Regions from separate parts of the Gossypium hirsutum genome. Here region 2 is linked to region 1. A link is a contact called in public Hi-C data. All regions are on one chromosome and are shown on one strand. Each heading gives the region's core, a stretch centred on a gene start, on an enhancer-like site or on the middle of the called end of the contact. The rest is flanking DNA. Distances are from core to core; before and after follow the strand shown. Region 1 has its middle 45 kb from the start of LOC107948335. Region 2 holds the start of LOC107948342 (probable protein phosphatase 2C 38).

The links. A called contact is a pair of places that touch in the nucleus more often than the background predicts.
Region 2: a Hi-C map of leaf shows a contact between it and region 1, with 2.0 times the contacts expected there. The contact joins the promoter of LOC107948342 here to the enhancer-like site in region 1. A contact is called at or near these places in 4 of 34 Hi-C or Micro-C datasets (all in leaf).

Annotation. Positions count from the first base shown.
Region 1 is chrA04:69,185,424-69,192,195 of Gossypium_hirsutum_v2.1, reverse strand. It overlaps the pseudogene LOC107949273. Among protein-coding and RNA genes, the nearest start is that of LOC107948335, 45 kb to the right of the region's middle. Within about 2 kb of position 2,660, at least 3 of the 9 cell types and tissues checked have an H3K27ac peak or open chromatin away from gene starts, as enhancers often do. A contact at or near this core is called in leaf, where this site is marked.
Region 2 is chrA04:69,703,670-69,710,441 of Gossypium_hirsutum_v2.1, reverse strand. It overlaps LOC107948342 (probable protein phosphatase 2C 38), which reads left to right and starts at 3,794. Exons shown (of 4, transcript XM_016882850.2): 1 at 3,794-4,738; 2 at 4,820-5,187; 3 at 5,272-5,508; 4 at 5,586-6,173. The coding sequence starts at 4,459. The coding sequence ends at 5,810.

The DNA of each region.
Region 1 (6,772 bases), core at 1,411-3,910:
CCTCCGTTTAGCGTAAGCTTTTTGTCATTTTTTCATTGTTCTGTTTTTCTTTTTTCTGCTGTGACTTCATTATCCGTTGGTTTATATGAGACAGATGGCACTCAGCTGGAACATTCGATGTGAAAACCAGAACAGGAGGGCCGTTCGGGACGATCAAGCATCGGGATGAGCTCGCTCATGAAGCCAAACATAGCTGTTAGGCTTTTAGAACCCGTTAAGGAACAGTTCCCCATTCTGTCTTACGCAGATTTCTACCAGGTATTCCAATCCCAAATCAGTGTTTGCTTTTGCTCTATTTACTCGGTGTTTTTCTTATTGACTTCGAAGTGGTGAAAAGTTGGCTGGAATTGTTGCTGTTGAAGTTACGGGAGGGCCTGAAATTCCTTTCCACCCTGGGTGACCGGTAAGATATCCATTAATCTCCCATTTGTGCTTGATCACACCTTATTTTTATGATCTTAAAAGGATGGGAAACATATATAGTTATAACTCCGACTTGTTTTTCTGGACAAAAATGAACCACCTCCAGAGGGTCGTCTGCCACAGGCCACCAAGGGTCAGTTTCATGCATGAAAATTAAGAAAATGGATAATTACAAGTGTTTCGTTGTAAAGAAGTTTCCATTCTTTAATTTTTGTTTCTATACAGGCTCTGATCATCTGAGAGAAGTGTTTGGGCACATGGGTCTTGGCGATAAAGACATTGTTGCTTTATCCTGTGGTCATACGCTGGTAAAGTTGACAAGAGAGATTATGTTTTCCAACTGTTAGACGTAAGTTCAATGCGTTCTAATTATGTCGTTGAAACCATTATTATTACAGGGGAGGTGCCATAAGGAGCGTTCTGGGTTCGAGGGACCCTGGACTTCGAATCCTCTCATTTTTGATAACTCCTATTTCAAGTAACAGCTCTTTTAGTACTTAAATTATTGTTGTGAGTTGATGCTCGAATCGTTTCCAACTTGATTGCATTGTGACCCATGTTCTTACATTCTTGTTTGAAACAGAGAACTTGTCAGTGGAGAGAAAGAAGGTCTGATGCAGTTGCCAACCGACAAAGCACTTTTGGAAGATCCTGTCTTTCGCCCTCTTGTCCACAAATATGCTGCAGTAAGTATCAATTCATATCTTTCAGCTTTTTGTTATATATATCATATAGATTTAACATATGCAACCTTTATTTTATCTCTCAAGTGCGGTTCATTTGTACCAGTACATGTATATATATATGTAATAGTTGGAACTTTTAGTTATGAATAATGTTGTGCCTTATTAGGATGAGGATGCCTTCTTTGCTGACTATGCTGAATCTCATTTGAAGCTTTCGGAGCTTGGGTGAGTAGCAACCAACTTTTTATTTCATCCCCTTCTGCAAATTCTCTTGCATTTTTCCTATATAATCTAACAATTTCTTTGACCATGTTTTAGATTCGCGGATGCCGAAAAGGGGATTTACAAAAGCATCCAACATGATCATGCTGCTGTCTTGTGCCTGATGTTTACGAGTCTTTGCCGTTTGTGAAAAACATGTTGATCAAAATTTATGTTTTGTGTCCTGTGTACGATTAATAAATATCACAGTATGATGAAATAAGAATTTGAGGACAAAGAAATGTTGGTGTTTAGTGCACGTTTTGTTGGAAATGAGTTAATTGTTTCCTCCTATTAATAGAAATGAGTATGTATTGAAAGCGTGGGAAATGTTTTGGGTACGAATTAAATGGTATATTTTGAATGTATTTTTATTATTTTAATAATTTATATTTTTATAATTTTTAAAGGATAGATCAATTTTTTTTATATTTTTAAGAATTAAAGTATAATTTTATCATTATTAATTTAAAATTTTATAAATTTTAAAAATATATAAATGAATTTTTTATTTCATGGTTTATGTTATATTTTCCTACTTGTATTATTGGTTGTCATGCTGAATATTTGTTGAAGATTATCAAAGTTATATTTGATTCAATTGAATACTATGATTGCTTTTAATTTAATCATATAATATTTTCATAATATCACTATCCAAAGCCATAGAAGTTAAATTAAATAATATATGAAATTCGTAAGCCTGAAACGTAAATAATGAATGTTTCAAAATATTTTGTTTTTCTTTTAATTTGGTATTCATATGAATACAAAAAATTCGAGAATCTTGAGTCCATTTATATATATATATGAAAAAATATATATAATGAAAGCTTTTGCTCTTGGCATTTACCTTTTTGTCCTAGAGACAAATTAACATCAAAAGAACATCACAATTCACTTCCACCATTTTCATGGATGGCTTCTACTCTTCCCACCATCAAAAGTTTTTTGCTCTTCCCACCATTTGGGAATTCTTGCACAACTTGTAACCAATGTTGCACCACCTGCATTTGCTCTTGAAGTTGTTTATCTAGTGTTATCTGCTCCCACCATGGTGATTACTTTTTTTTGGCTTTCCCAGCTCGACTAGTAAATCTTTGTAAGCTCTAATACCAATTTGTCACAACCTTAGCAGTGACAAGTTTGGATTTATGGAAGAATTTGAAGAAAGAAGGTTGAAGAAGAGAATTCTGAAATTTTCGTTCACAAGGAAGAAAAGACATTACAATGACCAAATCATGCCTATGACCATTAGCATAAAACTAAGCCCATTAATCAACTAGCCCATCTTTCTCGGTCCCTAACGTCTGTGATCCTCGTAGCCTATTATCTATCAGCTTACATATAGATATTAGCCCATATGTGAGTTTAACTAACCATCGGATACATTATCCATAACTACCCTATTTAGGGATTTCATTCCCAATTTCCCCCTTTGTAGTTGAGATCATGACAATGAGTTTCCTAATGTACCCATCACCTTAGAATGGATGGGATACTGAAGGTACGGTAAATTCTACCTAAGCAAAAAGGCATAACCATCATGCGGCATGTATGAATGTGATAATGCATGGGTGGGTTCAAATTTTCTTTTCCATTTCAAGATTAAAAGAAAGATGAATCTAATCTCACTATTTCGATTATCTAGTGGAACCTAATTATATTTGATATCGATAGTCATTTAATTATAAATAAATTTTCATTTTGATAATTTAATTAAAAAAATTACAATTTAGTTCCTAAAATTTTCAAAAAAAAAAATTTACACCCTAACTAATTCATCAGTAACATGACACTTGTTAAATTGGTATAATAATAAATTTAATTCTCAAATTTTATATTCCCTATCAATTTAACCTTGATTCTATGTAAAAATTATAAAAAAAATGAAAGCTCTTTTATTTTAAAAATTGAAAATTTCTATAAAAGTATTTTAAACAATATATAAAAAATTTAGATGCATAAAAATTATTTTTCGATAAGATTTATAGGGGTTTTAGTTTAACTACAATGCAAAGATTATGTTTTTCTTTTTTTAAGGTCAAGTTTTGATTTTATTTCTTGGTCTTGGTTGATCGATTCCATGGAAGATTGATAACAACATTTGCATAGATTTTTATAGGTTTAATCTTCTCTTTATCATATCATTAAGCTAATTTCCTTAGTTTTATCTTTCAAAAAAGTTTAAGAAGTTGAGTTTTTAATAACTCAAGCCCGAAGTAACAATGTCCAAGGCTACAAGAAAGTCGACGATTCAAGTTCTGAATCCAATCCACTTAAAAGTACTAAGTATGGAGGATTGTATAAGTTGAATTTAGGGGTCGTTGAACCGGGAAATATTAAGTCCAAAAGTGATGGTGTGAATTGATGACGAAGACGATTGGGAAGGGGAGGAGTGTACTATTAATGTACCGTAAATAGAGGACTTAGGATCGATCAAGGAGCGCAGAGGTGTATGGAGAAGAAGGCGGCAACATTGGTTCAGGGAGGGTAATTAGGGTTTGCCATTTTTGGAGGTAATTTATCTTAATATTTGGTAATAGATTGGGTTGGACATTTGGAAGGAAAAAAATTGTGTTAGAAGCACATATTAGGATGATTTGATTTTGAAATAAATTTTTTTATTAATACTTAAAATTATAAAATTTATAATTTTTTTAATTTATAAATAAGAAGATAATATATTTCAATACACTTGAACTCACGTTATTCTCTTATATTATCAACAAGACCAGACTAAATCAGCCATTGAAATAAAATTTTAAATCATCCAATTTACGATGTCGTCCACCTCTAGCTGTTGCGTTTTGGTAGAAGCCTTTAAACTTTTAGGCACCCAAAGTGCAACGTCAACCTACTTAGCTTTTGCGTGTCCCACCCAAGGTGCTTTGCTTTCTTCGCCTCGACGTATAATTCGGTGCTTTGAAAATCCAGAGCCTATATATTTTGTTTTTTATTCTTTTCGTATTGGGAATCTAGCTTTTGTACAAAATGTAAGTTCCTAATTGCTTCCATTTTATTTATATGTCAACTTATATATCATATATTATATATTATAAATTCTTACATCTTAAGTGATAAGAGAACTTAATTTATTCAAATCTGATATACTTAATATGATAATACGTGGGAATTGTATTATTTATTTTCATTTTTTATTGTTTTAAAATGAAATAAAATATTAAAATTGCACTATTATTTGAATAATATCAATAATTTATATATTTAAATATTTAAATTACACTCTATGTTATATACAATTTTATACAATTGACAAAATTTTAACAATTAAAACCAACTTCATATTATTTGATCATAAATTAATTTTATAAAATTATTAAATATTTGAATTTTTTAAAGAATATTATTTCAAAGATATATATTATTTATAAGTTTAAAATAATTAATTTTGCTATTAACTAAAATTACGTAGGTAAAGATATCAATAGAAAAAATGGTTATTTAAGTCTAAAATTAAAACCAAATTTTAAACAATAATAATTAAAATCAAATCTTAATTAACACATATTGGATGGTGCTTCACCTAGAATATCCCATTTGAGCATGTGTCACTTTAGTATTGGATGGTTTCGGGACATTATTTATTTTACTTGAAACGCACCGTTTGGATAAGAAAGTCTATAAAAATCCTTCATTTTTCTTCTTCAACCATCAATTTCTTGCATTAGCTGCTTTGCTTTCAGTATTGTTCTCCCTTTATTCAAGTTTTCTAGATTTTGTTCTTCTCTTCTTCATTTTCATCCTCAAGGTAAGAGATTTTCTTTTTATTGTCTGTTTTCTTCATTTTCTGGAACAATGTTGTCTAATGAAGTTCAATTTGGTTCATCAAAGTCCTCTAGATCTTCGATGACTGGGAATCAAGAGGGAAAGGTAGGCTCCTCCAGAAATGTTGGTGATGAAAGAGAAGATAATCATCCTCGAATGACGTGAAAGCCTAGGGGCTTCGTCACAAAATGGCTCTATATGAAGTATCTCAGATAAAAAGGAAGAATGGCTTGCTTGAGACTTATGAGAAACCTCCATGCTTTTTCCTCCCATTGTACGCATTAGAAAGGGGTTTTACCCTCCCTTTTCATCCTTTCATACAGAAGGTTTTGAACTTTTACAAAATAAATCTCGAGCAACTATTTGGAACCTCTTGATGGTTGTTGACTAGATTTATATCCCTTGCCAAGAAAAAGGGATGGATCCAAAGCTTAAGGTCTTCCAAAACCTATATCAACTATCTAGGAGGGATCAAAAGAAACAACTTAAGTTGTTGTGGTTCTGCTGTAGGCAGGGGCACCCTTAAGTTAAACACATTTTCTTTTGGATGACCAACAACATAAGGATTGACCGTTGTAAATATCTTACTGTAAAATTAAAATTCAGGAGTGACTTCGACATCTCTACCAAGTGGCTTTTGCCTCATTGGGATGTTTATAACCTCAAGCCTTTTATAGCTGAAGATCTCGAGGCTCAAGAGCAATTTAAAATTATTAATAGAGAGGTCTTACTTATGTCTCTCTCCGGAATGTATTCAAGTATTGCCTCTTTGACGCAGGAGATTGTGGATTCACTAACGCAAATATTACAGAATGATTTGACCTTGAAGAATGCTGGAAAGCTTGAACTTATTCATACCCATTTGATTACGAGTCTAGCATAGCTAAGATGCTTATGGGGAGGATTCCAGATTCTTGGAACCATTTGGTGAACATAAGGGCTCATCCTAACTGAAAGTAACCTATGCTTTGATCAATAATAGTGGATCCCCTGCCTCTCCTTTCCCCCGAGTAAAGGTCCTTATGAGACCATCCAAGATTGGACAATGTAGATTTTGAAGGAGGTTGACTTCGTTTTTCCTCCCACTCAATAAATGAGAAGAAGACATTGTAAGAGATCATCACGTTTTTAGTCCTTATTAGGTTAATAATTTATTTTTGACTTTTTTTGTCTATGCAAGGCCAAACATAGATGATGATATGATTTAGTAGCTTCCATTGTAAAGAGCATGCTAACAAGGTGTATACATTTTTGTCTGCCCTATTGAAGCGGGTGAATAAGAAAAGGAAGGGGGCTCCTTCCTAGGCAACTGTGGAAGGGGATCAACAATGAATGGTTGCTCCTTCCCATGTTGAGGGCCTGACTATTGAGGTTGATCCTCAAGATAATGCAGGTGATAATAATTTCTTCACTCGTCCCCTTACAATTATTACTAGTTTGGCCGACTTTTCTACTAATGTGGATGTGTAACATCCAGAGATCAGTCCTAAAAGTTTTAGCCTTGAAATAGAGGGTTCGTCAGTGTTTTGATGAACTGGGGGTTCACCAAAAAAGTACTAACAAGGGATTCGCCACTAGCAATGTATGCCAAAAGATGTGGTAAGGGATTCGCT
Region 2 (6,772 bases), core at 2,545-5,044, 520 kb before region 1:
ACTTTAACAGAATTAAAATTGAGTTGAGAACATAATTTAATTGAGAAATTAATTTAGTTAAGTTAATTAATTAAAATAATTATTTGGATAATAAAAAATAGTTATTGAGTTAGAATAAATTATAAGTGTTGGATAAAAGTCAATATAACACATATAATTTTACTCGTGAAGGGCTTGAAAGCCCAACCCCATGTGTGAAGGGCAACAAACCGTAATCCCATAGAGGGTGTGCCATTGCCCCTATGTAGAATACTATACTTCGTATTAAAATATTATTTAGTTAGATCTTATTCAAACAAAACTCTTGCACGCTCTATAAATAAGAATTACGAGTTAACCTACAATATAGATCTTTTGAGCACTAATATTTTGTTGGACAATAGTGGCAATTTATTTTAAGAATAAATTCTATTTTCTACAAAAAAAAAATACTTCAGTTTCTAGTTCATAAAGAAAATTAATTTTCATACTGAAAGTTGAATAAAGTTTATGTTTGTTGATTCGATTTGTTTAAGCTCACACTCAAAGCAATTCAGAGTTTAAGGATAACGGAGAAGATCGATCGGTTAAAAGTCGGAATATGACCTAGACTACCTTTACACAATGCACATTTTCTATAAATATCACAATGACTCAATTTAAAAAAGAATTTTAAACTTTCGTTGCGCCTAAAAACACTATTTTCTAAATAGATTGTTACAAAAATTACATCATCATCTATTACCGCATTCACCTTGCACGACATCCACTTGCTACTTCTATTGTCACCAACTTTGCCACCTTTATCACAAGACAATAAAGCGTACTTCTTTCTGCAAAGTGGTCTCCTCATCATACTGAAATCTTTCAATTTAGCATGCTCCTGGTAACTATTGAATCACATCCCTCTTATCGGTTCCGATTCTAAGTCCAAAAAAGGGTCCTCATGAACAACATCATCTTCTTTTAAAGACTCGACATCATCTTCATCCCAATGCCTTCACATGTCTCTTCATTTGAAGACTCAACGTCACCCTCATCCCTAATGGCTTCACCTGTTGTGTTCAATTTGTTGCCAACACCATTAAATAAATGATCACTACCTTCTTCCAATAAATTATCGTTATCAAAGAATCCTAACAAATCATGCAACATCTGCCTTACATCGTTGTCATCGTCGGAACTACTCCTGCTTTGAGAACTTGCTCCGTCGCAATTATCAGTTTGATTTTTCATTCCACTATTTTAACCTCTTTCTTTGTTCCTTAACACAACTTATGACACTTCAGAACGAAACATGAAGATTTTAGCTTCATAAATACAAACATAGACTTTTTCTTTAAAAAGTAAGAGACTATTGGTATCGTTCGAAGGGGAAACAATTCATTTTCAGTCACCTTTTTGCACGAGTAATACAATATGAAAATCGTAATAAAACATTAAAACTAGCCGCTACAATCAACGTTGGGATAAAACATCATTAATAACATGTTTGAGAGGGAAACTTATCAATCATGTGTTCAAGAGGGAAGCAAAGGCAGAAAACTACATCCATGCACATACCGCCAAAACCAATAAAAGGGTAAGACTATCATTTTTCTGTATCTAGACAAATTCTAGACATGAAACAACTCCATATATATATATACACAAATGAAATGTGACACGTGACTGAAGTTAAAAAAATATATTATTAGTGTGTCAAATACTAAGCTATAAAATATATAGTCAATACTTATATTTTGAAAATATATATATATAAAAATTTCAAGTTAATCAGGCTACTCTCATATGATATGATAGATAATTGACAAAAAATAAACATGTCACATTAGACAAATTCTGCTAGAACATATTGATAATGTTAATGATTAGATTAGTATTTTTTTTTTAAAAAAGGTAAGAAGATTTAAACTTATATTGTTTAAATGCAAAAACTAATGTCATGTTTGATAAAACGTTGAAAAAAAATTCAATCAACTGTAAATTAATATTTTTGACTACACCTTCGATAAACCACAATGAAGTTTACTAGATAAAATTTTTCAACAAAAAAGTGTAGAAAATGATAAGTAGATAGGGACCTATTTATCACTTAATAGATAATAAATTCAATTATTTTTATTTTATTCTATTTCATTTAAGATTATATTATCCTTTATTAAACAATCTAATTATAATTAATATTTAATTTTCAATAATACACCAAATGATTTTATAACTTAAATTTAACTTTTAATTTTAGTAATTTTTTTTATCAACACACTTAAAGTTTTTAAGTTTATCAAACATAGTTTAAATATCAAATTTAATCACTATAGAAACTAACAACATGTTTTGACCAACATAAAACAACTTAATCACAATTATATCCTAACAAACAAATTATTAGTCAAGTAATAATAATTTGTATGTTTGTCTCAAAAAAAAGTATAATACCAAATTTAGTTGTAAATATTTATATTTTTTTGTCAATTTGATCATTATTATTATTATTTAGCTAAATTCGACTCTTAATCTTTTAAAAAGAGTCGAATTTGATTACCAACTTTTTAAAAAAAGTTAAGTTGTTGTTATTTAATGGAAATACTAATTCAAAACTTTAATTTCAATCCTCATTGCAATCCACACATACTCCATGTTTTTTTTTTTTAAATTTATGAACTTTTTATAATTTTGATTTTTGATACTTTTTAAATTCTTTGTCACACAAATTAGTCATGCCAACATGGTTAAAAGAATTAATATTTTATTCATCATCTTTATTAAAAGAACGATCAATATGACGCTTTTTGAAAGATTAATGACTAAAATTAACTAAAAAAGAGAAAAAAATTAATAACCAAACTGATAAAAAATATAAATCTACATAGCTAAATTTAACATTACTGCAAAAAAAAAAATTGTATGGGTTATAAGTTTTGTGATTTAAGATAGGATTTTGCGTGCAACATTTTGGAAATGCACATTTACAGGTGAAGCTAGAACTTTAACGCCATTGAATTTGAACATATAAAGCATCAAAAGTGAAAGAAAAGAAAAAAGAAGAAACCCATATTTTACATCATATTAAAAATTAAAAACACAAATACTGTGTCCTCTTCTGAAGTAAACGAGTAAGTATTGAGCCTCCAATCTGCTTTCCTAAAAAAGGTGACATTGTTGACAAGTACAAGAATCTGATTAAATGCTATTCGGCCATCAATGTATGTACAGTGAGAAATATGGTGTTGATGGCTGAAAATGGTCCTGTAGATGGAAGGTGAGCCAAACTCATCTCAATGCTGTCCAGTTGCTGGCTGAACAAGAACTGGAAAGAATGCATGTACCATTACCAAATATATATCCATCAATCCAGTGCCAGAGCAATGGACCCCCCCATCCTTCCCTTTCTTTTCAATTTAAACCAGTTGTTCATATTTCTCATCACAAACTCATAGCCAACAGAATAATTAAACATGATTTTGATCATTAATAGCTGGCAAAGACATCAGTAAAACTTTGGTACTGAAAAGGACATCATACCCTTTTTCTTCTTTTACACATATTCCTTAATATGTATGGAAGAAAATGAAATATGTTTGGTGTACACAAATTGCCGGATAATATATATATGAGTAGGTTTTCCACTTCTTCTTTTTATGATGATGTTGGAATCCCAAGCTTTATATGGTAAAAACAGAATTTTTCTAAAATTAAGAATGCTTTAACATGTTTAGGAAAGGGTCAAGTATGAAAATAGTAATGGAAGGATACTTGCCTAAAAACCTTGGATTATTCATTCATGATTGCAAATAAACAGAAACGAAAACTTGAAATCTCAGCCATGCAATAAAATCTGTCATAGTTTTAGGGCAAAACCACTTGAAAGAGACTAAACAAAACCAGAAAGGCAACAAAGAAGTATGTTACAATAACAAAAACAACAATGTCAGAAGCCAGTGATTTAAATCTCTTTTTATTTCTCATATTGGATCTCCTCTGACTCCCCAAGAAAAAAAAAACAAAACTCAAGATCTGCCAAAAAAACCCCAAACTCTCCTCTTATCCGTTTCGTATTTTGATCTCAGACAAAAGTTTGTCTCTATCGAATCCCAAGGTGCTTTTCCAGCTAAGTCTGTTGGCGAAACATGGCACACCGTGAAGGGACCAAAGACATTTAATCCAGATTCAAGGTACTCAGCCACCAGCGCACCCCCCCCCTTATTCTCTGAACTCACATAAACTATTGCTTTCTTGTCTCAACTTCACACGCAGCAGTTGAGTTAGCCCATACCCAACTTGGTCCTTCCTTGTCTCGGAATAGGTCTGATAATAATGGTGTCTAATTCTTGGTTATATAGTTCCAAGTATTGGGGTTCTAGTATTGTACAACAAACAGAAACTTGATCCCTGAATGAGCCTTGGGACCTTCTTCTTTATCAGGGTTTTATGAACACATATATATCATACATTTGCTGAAAAATTGATTACCTGAAAATGGTTAAATCCTGTTGGAAACCATCTATTGAGGGTGATTCTAGAGGGTGCCTTGATGGTTTACTGTGGTATAAAGATATAGGGCAACATGTTTATGGATATTTTTCAATGGCAGTGGTTCAAGCCAATAGTTTGTTGGAGGATCAAAGCCAACTTGAATCGGGATTGTTGAGTTCGAGTAGTTCCGGTCCGTACGGGACTTTCATTGGTGTGTATGATGGACATGGTGGACCTGAGGCTTCAAGCTTCATCAATTACAACCTTTTCTGCAATTTTAAGTGTACGTTTTATTTGGACTAATCATTTATGCAGTTCTATATAGGTTGGCTTAACGCTTATTTATGTTTCCCTTGATTTGCAGCATTTGTGTCTGAGAATCAAGAAATGTCAACAAATGTTCTCAGAAAGGCTTTCTTGGCAACAGAAGACAAATTTCTTTCCCTTGTGAGGAAGCAATGGCTGGTTAAGCCGCAAATGGCATCGGTCGGATCGTGCTGTTTGACGGGAGTGATCTGCAATGGACTGCTATACATTGCAAATGCTGGTGATTCCAGAGTAGTCTTAGGCAGATCAGTAAGAGGGGCTAAGGAAGTTATAGCAATGCAATTATCGACCGAACACAATGCAAGTTTTGATGCCGTAAGAGATGAGCTTCGGTCGTTGCATCCCAATGATCCGCAGATTGTTGTGATGAAACACAAAGTTTGGCGTGTTAAGGGCCTTATACAGGTAAGCTAAACGTTGAAACTGAACTGAAAATGAAATCATTTTCATTTAAGTCTCTTATTTATCCCCTCCTTTTTATCATTGCAGATTTCAAGATCCATAGGTGATGCATATCTAAAGAAGGCAGAATTCAACGAAGAGCCTCTCCTGCCTAAATTTAGACTGCATGAACCGTTTCGAAAGCCGATCCTTAGTGCCGAGCCGTCATTGTTAGTACATAAACTCCACCCTGATGATCAGTTTCTCATCTTTGCTTCTGATGGTCTTTGGGAACACTTGAGCAACCAGCAAGCTGTTAGAATTGTGCAGACTAGCCCACGAAATGTAAGTTTACCATGGCAAAATGGCTGAACACAGAAAAAAGACTGTTGAGCATTGGGTTAACACTTCTTTTGATGCAGGGAATTGCAAGGAGACTTGTTAAAACAGCACTCAAGGAAGCAGCACAGAAAAGAGAAATGAGATACTCAGACCTGAACAAGATTGATAGAGGGGTGAGGAGACATTTTCATGATGATATAACAGTCATAGTTGTCTTTCTAGATCCCCATTTGATCAATGGAAGCTCATGCTACAACTCTCCCATGTCGATAAAAGGCGGAGGAAGACTTGCCAGCCTCTGCTAGTACCGTTGCTGGTGACTCATCGCTAGGAAATTAAGATGAAGAGCTAAATGTCTAAAAAACTTATCCTCAAATTTCCTTACAAATAGGGGACTAACCTTGTTGAGATTGCAAGACAATGTGTAGATATGGTTTCATGCAATTTAGTTGGTAAATTGTCTGCTCTCCTGCTACCACAATTGATAACGTCTCTCATTCACAGTCCAGATTTATGTTATCTTAGGCCTTACATGGTGAAGAAATTCCCTTTTATATATTTATACAAAACTAATGGCTCCTTTGCTTAGACTTAGTTTAGCTACTTTTCTTCATAATGATGTATTCTTTTTTTGTCTTTGAAAAGCTTAGAAGTATTTTATTTAGTAATATTTTTGTCTCAAAAATTTAAAAATACTTAAAAGTAATGCTAAATTGACCTTTAATCTTTAACGAGACTTATCGTAGCAAAGAATATTGGGGTATTGTTTTACGAAATTTTAAGAAAAAAAAGGAACCAATAAATTAAACATTAAAGAACCTGTAGCACTATTTTTTTAAAAAAAAATATCAATCATGTGAACATGAACAAGGCGTAAGCTATTAATGGTGTATTTAAATGTTTCATGTCATATTTATTAAAACTTATAATTATTGATTTTAAATTTAAATGCTTGTAGAATTCTATTATTTTTTTTATACAAAATAAAGATAGAGATTAATATAAAAAATTATGAAGCATGAATACGTACACACAATATAAGTATAATACGATACGAATACGGCGATACGATAATTTTTAAAAAACGATGATATGAATACGGTAACATACAACAATAATAAAATATTTTAAATATTCTTATATATTTTTTAGTTAAAATAATTATTGTAAATATCTGCTAAATTAATAAAACAATACCCAAGACAATACCTTTGGGCTTCCCAAAACACTTCGAAAACAACAATAATAAACATAAATTAAATTCAAC